Regions from separate parts of the Ovis aries genome. Here region 2 is linked to region 1. Evidence: chromatin contacts called from public Hi-C data. All regions are on one chromosome and are shown on one strand. The core of a region is the stretch at or near the end of the contact, and the rest is flanking DNA. Distances in the headings are between cores, read along the strand shown. Region 1 holds the start of ST3GAL1 (ST3 beta-galactoside alpha-2,3-sialyltransferase 1). Region 2 overlaps ST3GAL1 (ST3 beta-galactoside alpha-2,3-sialyltransferase 1).

What was found. A called contact is a pair of places that touch in the nucleus more often than the background predicts.
Region 2: a contact with region 1 is called in a Hi-C map of liver, with 2.0 times the contacts expected there. The contact joins the enhancer-like site here to the promoter of ST3GAL1 in region 1. A contact is called at or near these places in 3 of 16 Hi-C or Micro-C datasets (blood and liver).

What each region holds. Positions count from the first base shown.
Region 1 is chr9:20,958,155-20,963,378 of ARS-UI_Ramb_v3.0, reverse strand. ST3GAL1 (ST3 beta-galactoside alpha-2,3-sialyltransferase 1) reads right to left here and starts at 3,169. Exons shown (of 9, transcript XM_060419995.1): 1 at 2,952-3,169. It overlaps LOC132660282 (a long non-coding RNA gene), which reads left to right and starts at 3,452. Exons shown (of 2, transcript XR_009601705.1): 1 at 3,452-5,224.
Region 2 is chr9:21,007,118-21,012,341 of ARS-UI_Ramb_v3.0, reverse strand. It overlaps ST3GAL1 (ST3 beta-galactoside alpha-2,3-sialyltransferase 1), which reads right to left. Exons shown (of 9, transcript XM_060419995.1): 3 at 1-3,858. Among named protein-coding and RNA genes, the nearest start is that of ST3GAL1, 50 kb to the right of the region's middle. Within about 2 kb of position 2,136, at least 7 of the 54 cell types and tissues checked have an H3K27ac peak or open chromatin away from gene starts, as enhancers often do. A contact at or near this core is called in liver, where this site is marked.

The sequences.
Region 1 (5,224 bases), core at 1,920-4,419:
GGGGCCTCTATGGGGCTCCCACGGGGCTGCAGACAGCTGGCCTCCAGCTGATGCTCCTGGGGTTGGCAGTGGAGAGAGGAGACAGACACCCACCTGCACAAAACCCTCCCCGCTAGGCCCACAGATGACCCAGCCCACTGGGTCATCTGGCACACTGGCACACGGCACACGGCACACTGGCACACTGGCACACGGAGAGCTCCAGACGGCCGGTGCTAGGACTTCAGGACCTTAGGTCTGGTGAGCCCAGCCTGTGCCTCCAAGTGGAAACAGTCCTGAGGTGAGCAGGAGACCACTGCTGATAAGAGCCTGGAGGAGCAGAATGTGCACCCCCTAGAAAGAAATTCCTCTGCCCAACACTTTCTGTTTTTTTCTCTTTTTTTCATTCTAAGCCCAGTGTTCCAGGGGAGTGCTGGTCCCGCCACCAACGGAGGAGGGAAGTCAAGGCAAGACTCTGCTGGGGCCCAGGCCCTAGCCTTGCCGGGGAGGCAGACCTGGGGAGGCAGACCTGGAGAGCAAATGCAGGCCTTGCAAAACACAGGACGGCATATTCCCACCCACGTGGGATTCTTCAAAGCAGGGGACGGCTCCCCCCCTACTTATTCTGTTATTTATTCCACAAAATAAATTTTTCATAGGATGAAATTCCTTTCATGTCCAGACTTGAGGTCAAGGCATATGAATATATATACACAAAAATAGTGTGTAAACATATGTATGTATATATACTTATACACACACATTCACATAATTCATATAATATTTAGTCTAACATATTTGGAAGGTAATAGCCATGACCTCATTTTACCCCCCACTTGGCACAAGATCGGGACATGTTAAAGTGGGGGATTCGGGTTAGTCTCTTCAGCTACCCGCAGGATTGCAGAAAAAGGCCAGGCCATGTTTGGGGGCAGTAAGGAAGGTGCTAGAAGGTGCAGGCAGCAACTCCTGGCACCGAGTCTCCAGCGCCCCTTCCCATCCCTGCAGCCAAGCGGCAGTTTCCATAGTGGTCGGCAGGGGGCAGTGCACTTTGCCTTTTCTGAACCTGAGGAACGCAGTCGCTCAGCTCCCCAGGGACACACACACACACCCACACACACACACACACACACCCACACACACACACACACACAAACTGATGGCTGCGCCTGCATCTTCTAAGAATAGCCCATCTTTGAGCCCAGCGCACAGTAGGTGCGCAAAATACGTCTAGAAGTCAAAAGCTCTGGACAGGGCAGATGGATGCGAATTCAATAATAGTAAATGTGGGGAGAAAGAGGGAAGAGACACCGTGGCCTCCGCCAGCGCCTTCCCAGAAAGGGACCTTTTCACACCTTTCGCACCTACTGTGTGCCGGACGCGACAGCTGGACCACCCAGTCCCCAGCGGACCTCATTTTCCTTTCCCAGCTGGCGAATACCGCTCGCCCAACACACACAGCCGCAGAGCGGGAGTGGGTGCTCACTGTCTCCCCGGGGAACCATCTCGGCGCAAATCCACGTGGCGTGGGATCCAGGAAGGGGATGGGCCGGGAGAGGCGAGGGGTTCCCGGAGGTGGGCACGTGAAAGCCAGGCGGATGCCCCATGCGGGGCCGCAGCCAGGAGGTCACTGCCCTCAGGGTCAAGGCTATCTCCCTCTGCGGGACACGCAGAGCCCGCGAGACGCAGTGACCCGCCCAGCCCCCAGCCACGCGCACACTTGCGAGCGGACTCTCGTCCCCTCGTCCAGCGCCCCCACCGAGCTCCACGCTCTGTAGGCTCTGTCCGCGATCCTCGCGTACGAAGGAGGTGGGACTTGGGTCTCTGGCGGACAAGCAGAGCCCAAAAGATCCCAACACCCTTCCCGGGAGACCAGGCCACGGGATAGAGCGTAGGCGCCCTGGGGCATAACTGCGCCCCGCTAGGGAGCAGCCTCAGTACCCATCTCAAGTTCAGCCGCGCTGCCTCCCGCAAGGTCAAGCTCAAACACACTCTCGCTTAGTGAAAGAAGGAGCTCAAAGTTGCGCCACCGTCCCGATTTCGAACAAGGCTGTGCCCCCATCTGGGCACTCTGCCCCAATGGCACTGCTGCCCGCTCCCGCGCCCCCCGGCGGAGCTGCTCCTGCCCCGCGCAGGTCACACACCCCAGACGCAGACAAGTTGCTAACTTTCGTCAGATTATTTCGCGGCAGCTGTGGCGCCTAACGGGATCCCGGGCAGACTCCGTTTCGAGTTGCCGCGGGCACCACCCCCGTCAAGCTCCCCTTCGCCCACCTCAGTCCCTCCCTGTTCAACACGCCACGTCCAGCTGGCCTGCCCCGGTTGCCAACCTCTCCACCGTATCCGGAGCAACGCGGGCCTGCGGTGTCCCCGGGGGCGAAGGCCACCTCCCGGATCCGCGCCTGCTCGCAGCGGATTTGGACGCTCGACTGGGATCACTGGGCTGCCTCCGCGCGCCCCCGCACCCCGGATTCCGCTCTAAAGGGTCGCACGGCCCCGTCTCCTCGTGGGGTCTTAGCCCACAGGCGACCCCGCGGGGCATTTCGCTTTTGGCGGCCCCAATCGGCGGGATGCCAGCTCCGCGCGCCGAGTGCAATGTCACTGGGGCCACCCCGGGGACCGCTGCCCCAGACCCGGCGTAGGCTCCCTAGAGCTCCCAGCAGCTCTTTTTGAAACGGCTGTATACCCTTGAGCCCGACCCTCCGCTCCGACCTCCTTGCTCTCCCAAAGACCCCGACGACGCCGCTGCTAAGGAGGGGGGCTCCCTGCGTGTGCCCTCCTCCCTCCCGGCGCCGGGGTCCTCAGTCCACTTCCACGCCCCTGTCACACACTCCCAGATCCTTCCCCATCGCCTCTGTCCCCGGGTCCGGACCATCACCCCCTCCACTCGGAGAACACACACGAGACTGCCCGAGCCCCAACTCGGGTGGATGGAGCCCCCCGCGCACCCTCGGCTCCGCGCGCTCACTCACCGCGGCCGGAGACACGCGGAAGTTTCCGGGGCTCTGGGGCTAGGGGTGGGTACGGGACGAGGAGATCCGGAGGAGAATAAAAACGGGGGTGTCCCGAACACCCGGCCCGTTCCCTGCTCACATCGCCCCTGCCTGCTCTCTCTCCGCCTGCTCTTCCTCCCGGTCCTCCTCGTCCTCCTCGCTCTGGTCTTTGTCTTTGCAAAGTGTCGAAACTGTCTGGCATAGTGGAGCTCCGCCGGCGGAGGCTGGAGCCGGGGGAGCGGGGAGGCGGGCTGAGCAGGGGGGCGGTCTCGGGAACACCTTCCCCCGGGTGGAATGGGAGGGGGAGGCAGGCGGGCCGGCCGGGGAGGGGCCGGGGCCGGGAGCCGGGAGCCGGGGCGCGCCGGAGCCGAGCGGGTGCCTCTTGCGCGCGCCGCCCTCCCCTTCCTCCGCCCAGAGCCCGCCCCTCGCGGCCCCGCGCTCCCCCGGCGGCCGCCCCACCTCCCACCCGGCCTCGGCTCAGCTTTCCCCGGGCTCCGGGCTGCCGGCGAGCCGAACCGAGAGCGCCGAGCCACGTGGACTGCAGCCGGGTCGGCGGAGGCCCGGCGGGGGAGACGCTGGAGGCGCGGGGAACGGATCGCCGCCCAGAGCGGGGCTCTGCGGGGACGGCCGCCGCCGGCGGGCTGGCAAGGCTGGGGAGGCGCGGCCTGGGGGGGTGGCCCGCGGGCTAAAACCCGCGGAGGAGGCGGCGGTGCTCCGAAGAGCCCGCGTGGGTGCGCGGTAGCGGGAAGGGGCCGATCCCCCTGCCGGCGGTGGGGCCAAGCCACCTACTTCCTCTAAGGGCGCGCGAGTCGCGGGGGGACTGAGAGCGGGGGTGGAGGGAGCGGGGCTGGGCGGCTGGTGAGGCCCCGGGGCGGGCGCCCAGATGAGAGCCCGGAGGGGCCACCGCGGCCCGGCTTCCCGCCCTGGCCCTGCTGCCCGCTGCGGCTTCTTCCCTCCCACCCGCCGGGGCTGCGACGTGATCCAGAGCAGGGCGCGCCAGCCCGACTGCCAGGACAGGCCCCCTTTCGGGGTCAGCTTTGCGGATTTGGGCCCTTCCTCCCGGGGATTTTCCAGGCAAGAGTACTGGAGTGGGGTGCCATCGCCTTCTCCGTCCTTTATAGGAAAGTGGGGCGGTGCTGGCGTCTTGCTCTGTAGCAGAATGCCAGTCCTACAGGCTAAGTGCTGGACACAGGATTTAAGAGGCATTACCACAAAAAAAAAAAAAAAAAAAATCTAGTTTTACAGCTCTTAACTCCTTATTGGGGCTTTTCCTCTTTCACAACTTTTTGGAGAAATGCTACGAGGAAAACGGCCCAGCTTGGCCTAAGGGGTCAGTCAATTCTTGCAGTGCCCCTGGCCCCAGTCGGAGAGGCCAGCCTTCTGCAATGGAAGGCGAAAGAACAGTCTTAGCTCTTCATCAGAAAGAGATGTAGTGGATGCTCCAGAGTAGGGCCCGTAGGACCAGACTTCTTGGTTCCAATCTGCAGTGCCACTCCTTGGATGTGTGAAATTAGGCTAGTTTCAGAATCCCTAAGCTTGCTACCTCTGTGCCTCAGTTTCTCCATCTGTGAAAATGGGCATAATGCGATCAGTCCCACAAAGTCACTGTGATGACTAAGGGAATGCATATATGCCCAATACTAAAAACTCTATACAGCATATTAATAAGTGCCCAGTAAGAGTGTGTTGTGCCAGTGGTGGACTTCTCCAGCCCCAGGTCCCTGCCCACAGCTGGGGAAGGGCTGGCCTAGGGAATGCGTTGCTCGCATTGGTCAAGTCCTTCTGGGACATGAAGGAGAAAAGGAGAGAGATTTTGAGCTGCAGAAAAGATAATGATTAAACAGGGCAGGGGAGAAACTGAGAAGATTCTCTGCTAGAAAGGGAAGGAAAAGAGGAATAAAGATGTACAAAGGGCAAGAGAGGCACTGGAGGTAGAGGATCCGAAACAGAAAGCATACATACGAATCTGCAGGAGTTCTTCAAGGAGTCCTGCCAAACTGCACCAGGGCACTGCCATCTGGCTATGTTTCCTGGCCTCCAGGGTTTGCAAGAAAAGTTTGGGGTATTTTATCACCTGAGGCCTCTTGCTTGAACCTATTGGCTTTTGGTTCAGTTCTGGGTGGGGTGTGGCGGGGGTGGAGGTGAACCTTCTGGCCTGCAAGGAAGCATCTTGTGGGCTTAGCTCTTCCTGAGATGAGTGCTCTTGGCATTCCCCAAAATGCTTTCTCGTACGGGATGAGGGGAGCAGAGGT
Region 2 (5,224 bases), core at 887-3,386, 50 kb before region 1:
TCATGGTACAGGAACTTTTTGACCCTTTCTTATGAGAAACGTTCAACTAACCAGGCGGAACTGCTCTCTGATTATTCTTTTTCCAGCTGAATGAAATTCAGTTCATGGAAGACTTAATAAGTCCTTTTGGGCCCTGAAGAAACAAGACATATTCCTCTGCTCCGGTAAATGAGTTTCTGGCTCTGCAGCCCCGGGTCTCAGATCAGGGGGAGGTGAGGACTATCTGAAGCTCCAATCTGAATGCCTGAGGCAGGACAGCCAAGGTCGTGCCCTCTTCACTGGGCACCTCTTCACTGAGAGCTCCAGGTCTACAGAATCAAAGGGGCGCTGCTAGAAGGCTCTGTCCCTGGGCTGGGCTGCTGCCTGCCTTGGAGGCAAAGGCTTGTGGCATTTCAAGATCGCAGAGGATCACAGGGAGGATCAGGCCTCTCCACTTTTTCTTCCCCCCAGGTGCAGACACGAAGGCTCTAGGAGAGGATGTGACCTGTCCAAGGTGGTAAATGTGGTAGCAGCAGGGAGATTAGAAGCTGGTGTCCCTCACTCCCAAAGCATGTCCCTTCCGGCACACCCGGGCTGTGAGCTGCTCCGGAAGGAGCTAGACAAGCATCAGCACCAACAAGGACGCACAGGAAGCAAACGGAGCCCGGAGGGGACAGGGTCTGCTCAAGATCACAGCCCGCTAATGGCCAGGCCCCCGCCCCCACCCCCACCCCAGGCCTTGCTCCGTGCGCTGGAACCTCCTCTCCTGCGCTCAGCTTGAGGTCAGCAGTGCAGCCCCAGCCTACTTTCTTGCTCTGTTCCTGTGATTTTGGGGTCCAGGTTCCTGCCCTGCTTGGAAAGATGAGCTTGAACTAGTGCACCACAGCATGCTGAAAACGCAGTCCTGGTTCAAACATGCATTATGAGAATAAATGCAAAGCAAGAAGGTGAAACTATCTCAGGTGTCACCCAAGAGCATTGTGCACTGTGCTTCGTAGCTCAGCGGTGTCAGACTCAGGGACTGCAGCCCACCAGGCTCCTCTGTCCATGGGGAGTCTCCAGGCAAGCATACTGGAGTGGCTTGTCAAGCCCTCCTCCAGGGGATCTTCCCCACCCAGGGGTTGAACTCCTGTCCCTGCATGGCAGGCGGATTCTTTACTGACTGAGGCACTAGAGAAGCCACCCAGGAGTGAACTGTGCAAAGAAGATGAAGGGATGAGACCAGCAATTTCTTGTTATAGTCACACCTTCCCTCGGCTCCAGTCAGTTCTGTCTGGTTTTTCTTACCATGCAACAGCTACTCCCTGCCACAGCCCTAGACACGTGGAGGTGGCGGATGGAGGGAATAATGGTGATGATCAGGAGCTGTGTTGCTGGGAAGGTGGGAAGGCAAACACCCAGACCATCAGATGCCAAGGGTGCGAGGTACAGTAAGCACATGCCCTGCCCCAGGGCCTTTGCACATGCTCTTCCCTCCACCTAGACTGTCTTAGGGTGGAGCCCACAGGGCTCGCTCCCTCACTGCAAGCATGCTTCTGCCCAGCCGCTCTCCTTGGAGAGGCCTTTTCCGATCACCCTAAGACAGGATCGCTCTAGGGATCACTCCTGTCACTAGCCCTTTTGTTCAGCTGCATTTTCCCTCACAGCCTTAATCGCAGAAGGACACCCCATTGCATCCGAGTTCCTTCTTTGTCTATCTGTCTCCCCACCAACCAGGGGGGCAGGAACTTCACCAGCGTCCCTCACTGCTGCGTCGATCTCGCTGAGAACCACACTGGGGCCTCAACCTGTCCGTGTGGACTGACAGCAGGGTGAGAGGTGGTCCAAGCTCAGGGAGCAGAGGTGCATTCTGGTGTGTGCACAGTGTGAGTGAGGGGTCTCGGTCACTTCCCAGCCTCGGTGTCCTCACATGGCGAATGGGACGATTCCAATGACAACTCAGTCGGCCTGACCCGTGAAGGGGTGGGAGCAGGTGCCCTCTGATCCCTAGACCTTGTGTCTGGAGGTTTCCGGTCCTCGTTAAGCTCTGCTGGTCCCCGCCCAAGCAGATCGGCCATCCTCAGGGAGAGGAAGTCAGAGCCCAGCCTACACTTCCTTTGGTTTTTGCAAAAGCAGCAAACCCCAAAATACTACAAAACCGCACTGTGTATTTGTACGGCACTCAGAGGTGTGGTCTGCAGGTGTGAGAGCTGCCTGCTGAGTCCCTCTGTGGCTGGAATACGATGTAGGTACACTGCCTGTGCGGAGGCCCCTGGCCCACTGTGGGGCCCACGGCTCTGGTCTGAGCCTCTGACTGACCTCCCTGGAGTGGGGAGATGGCCTCTGTCGGTCACGGGAGGCTCATCCCTGAACCCACGTGTGCATCTGGCTCTGGGGCTGTCTTGATCAGGGTACAGTGTTGTTTTGATCATACGCCACATCTCCCTCACTCCTCTGTCCCCATGGCTCTTCCTTGTCAACCCAGGAATCTGCAAGAGCATCATCAAAGGCTCACCAATGCCGCAGCTGAGAAATCACAGCCGGGGGTCAGTCTTAGCTGTACTTGGTCCATAACCCACTGTACAGATGGACAAACTGAGGCCCCCATGAAGAGGAGGGACTTAGTAAAGTCCACACTGGGTGATGTGGCAGAACCAGGCTTAGAACCAGCTTTCCAGACTTCCGGACAAGCACATCAATTGTGGTTTTCATGTTTTCTTTAAACGGAATCTCACCCAGGCAGAAACGAGCTACTGAAACTCAGCTTTTCTGGGTCACATGGCTCGGGGTGGGGGACCCCTGGCCCAGCTGCTGGGCCTCCTCATTACCACTAAGGGGGTTCAAAAACCAAAACCGTTAGTAGACCACACCCAAGGTCCACACTGGTGGCCTATGAACATCACACCCACTTCCTCTCCAACTCCAGGGGTTTTCTTTGAGGAGTTTGGAGACCAAATCAGGTAGTTTGCATAAGGCCATGCTACTAAATGGGGCTTGTTCATATTCAAAGGGTTCTCAAAGATGAGTTCCAGGAAATCTTCTGAAAAGGCAGAGACTGGTTTCAAGGATGAGAAAGAGGAGATGGAAGAGAAGAGACGTGAGAAGCAGGAGGACCGACGCAAAGTGGGTGTAGTCAGAGCCAAGGCGAGGCTGCAGGGGGATGGCTGGGGGACAGCATCAGTACCCTGTGGGAGCCCAGTCAGATGCGGGGGGAGGAACAGGGGGCTCCAGCCTGCACTCACCGCCCTGCCCTCCGTCCCACCATGGAATCCTACTTTTGGAATCACACAAAAAAGGACCCACTCATCTTCAAAACAGTCTATGGATACAGTCCGCACATAGGGTATCTGATCTTTACAATAAGGGGGTATAACACATTTCTTATTTGTATCTGTTGGAAATGTTGATGAACTTGTGTGTCTTAGACACTCAGTCCTGTCTGACCCTTTGTGACCCCATGGAAACTGTAGCTCCCTAGGTTCCTCTGTCCATGGGATTCTCCAGGCAAGAATACTGGAGATACTGATGTATTTGAACGTGGCAAAAAGTGGAAGTAGTTAACCAGGACAGTTCAGTGATTAGACACACACACCACTACCTGAACACTGTACAACCAAGTAGGGTCAGAAAGGTTTGCCTTCTCAATGCCCTGTAGGCATGGAGAGCCTGCTCTGTCCTGGATGCTGCAGGAAGCACAGGAAGAAATGAAAGTCACCAAGGCACAGATCTCCCACACTCAGGTGGAAGAGGACGATCCAACAGCGCAAGGCACAGAAAACAAGGCAATTAAGAGCACAGATTCTGGCGTCAGAGAGCTGGGCTCAAAGTCCAACTCTGCCACTTACTGGCTGTGTGATCTCGGGGGAGTCCCTTAACCTCTCTGAGCCTCTGTTTCTTCATCTGAAAAATGGCCAAGAGAGAGAAAAAAAAAAAAAAAAAAAAAAAAACGAAACTCAGTCTTACAGAGAGGGCGTGAAGATCTAAGGAGAGAGCCTGCCTCGTGCTCAGCTCAGACACAGAGTGAATGCTGAGCGCTGAGAAGCGATAGAGACGTGGAGGGCAGAGGGGACAGCAGTCACCTTCAGAGTCCCGGGGGTGGGGGGAGTCGGGGGACCTGAGGGTGCAGGCTTCCTGTTCCACACCGAACATGAAAGCTCCACGCTGCCTGATTGCTAAGCTGGCTTCCTGCTCTAGAGGGAAGACAGGAGGGCGGGCTCGGACCCAGCGACCACTGTGCGCCCTGCACTGAGTTTAAGACACTCCACACGTGGGTTAACCTACAGCTTCCTGTGGGACAGAGGAGGAGACCGAGGATCGTCAGGCAAAGCCTGTGGGGTCGAAGCCCTTCTCTACCCAGAGGACAGACAGGTGGCACTTGTGGGTGAACTGGTGGCAAGTCCCAGATCACGCGTGGAGGCGGGGGACGGGGTCTGATTCCGGAACATTCTAACTGGCAACAGACTGCTGGGTGTTTTGGGAAGCGAGAGAGAGCTTGAATCTGAGAAATCAGGAGGCATCATTGCTATTTAGCTGCTTTTCCTAAACATGGGGGAGCAGGGAGGGCCCTCCCTAAATAACAACAACACCCTATGGTGTTATTATTATTACACATAAGCCTGCGGGCTTGTAGCAGCTCCAGCCTCATGCTCCACCAGCTCCCGTCACCTGTGAGGTGTGCAAAGTGCTGTCCCTCCTGGGGGTGGGGGTGAAAAGTCAAACCCCCGGGGCCACTTTCTCTCCCCGTGGCCTGAGCTCGCTGACCTCTGCCCATCAATAATGGATGACCTGTGCACGGTAGTGTCTGCACGGCAGTCGCCCCGGCCGGCATGAGGGAGTCACCGCCTAGGGTGGGGCCAGCCTACCTCCTACTCTCCATGGAAACCATATGAAAGAAGAACTTTTTTTCATTGAAGCCCTAGAGGTAAAGAATCCTCCTGCCAACGCAGGAAGCATAAGAGATGCGGTTTCGAACCCTGGGTCAGGAAGACCCCCTGGAGAAAGAAACGGCAACCCACTCCAGTATTCTTGCCTGGAGAATCCCATGGACTAGAGGAGCCTGGTGCGTTACAGTCCATGGGGCTGCAAAGGCCTGGACATGATTGAAGCGACTTAGTACACGCACATAGTTGATTTACAGGGTTGATACTGGGGGTGAGGTAAGCCCCACCTCTCGGGGTTGGTAGGAGAGGTAGATTTTGAGATCGTACCCTTAAAGCTTCCAGAACCATTTGTGGCATGTAGTAGGGACGTTAAGAAAGGAGAAACC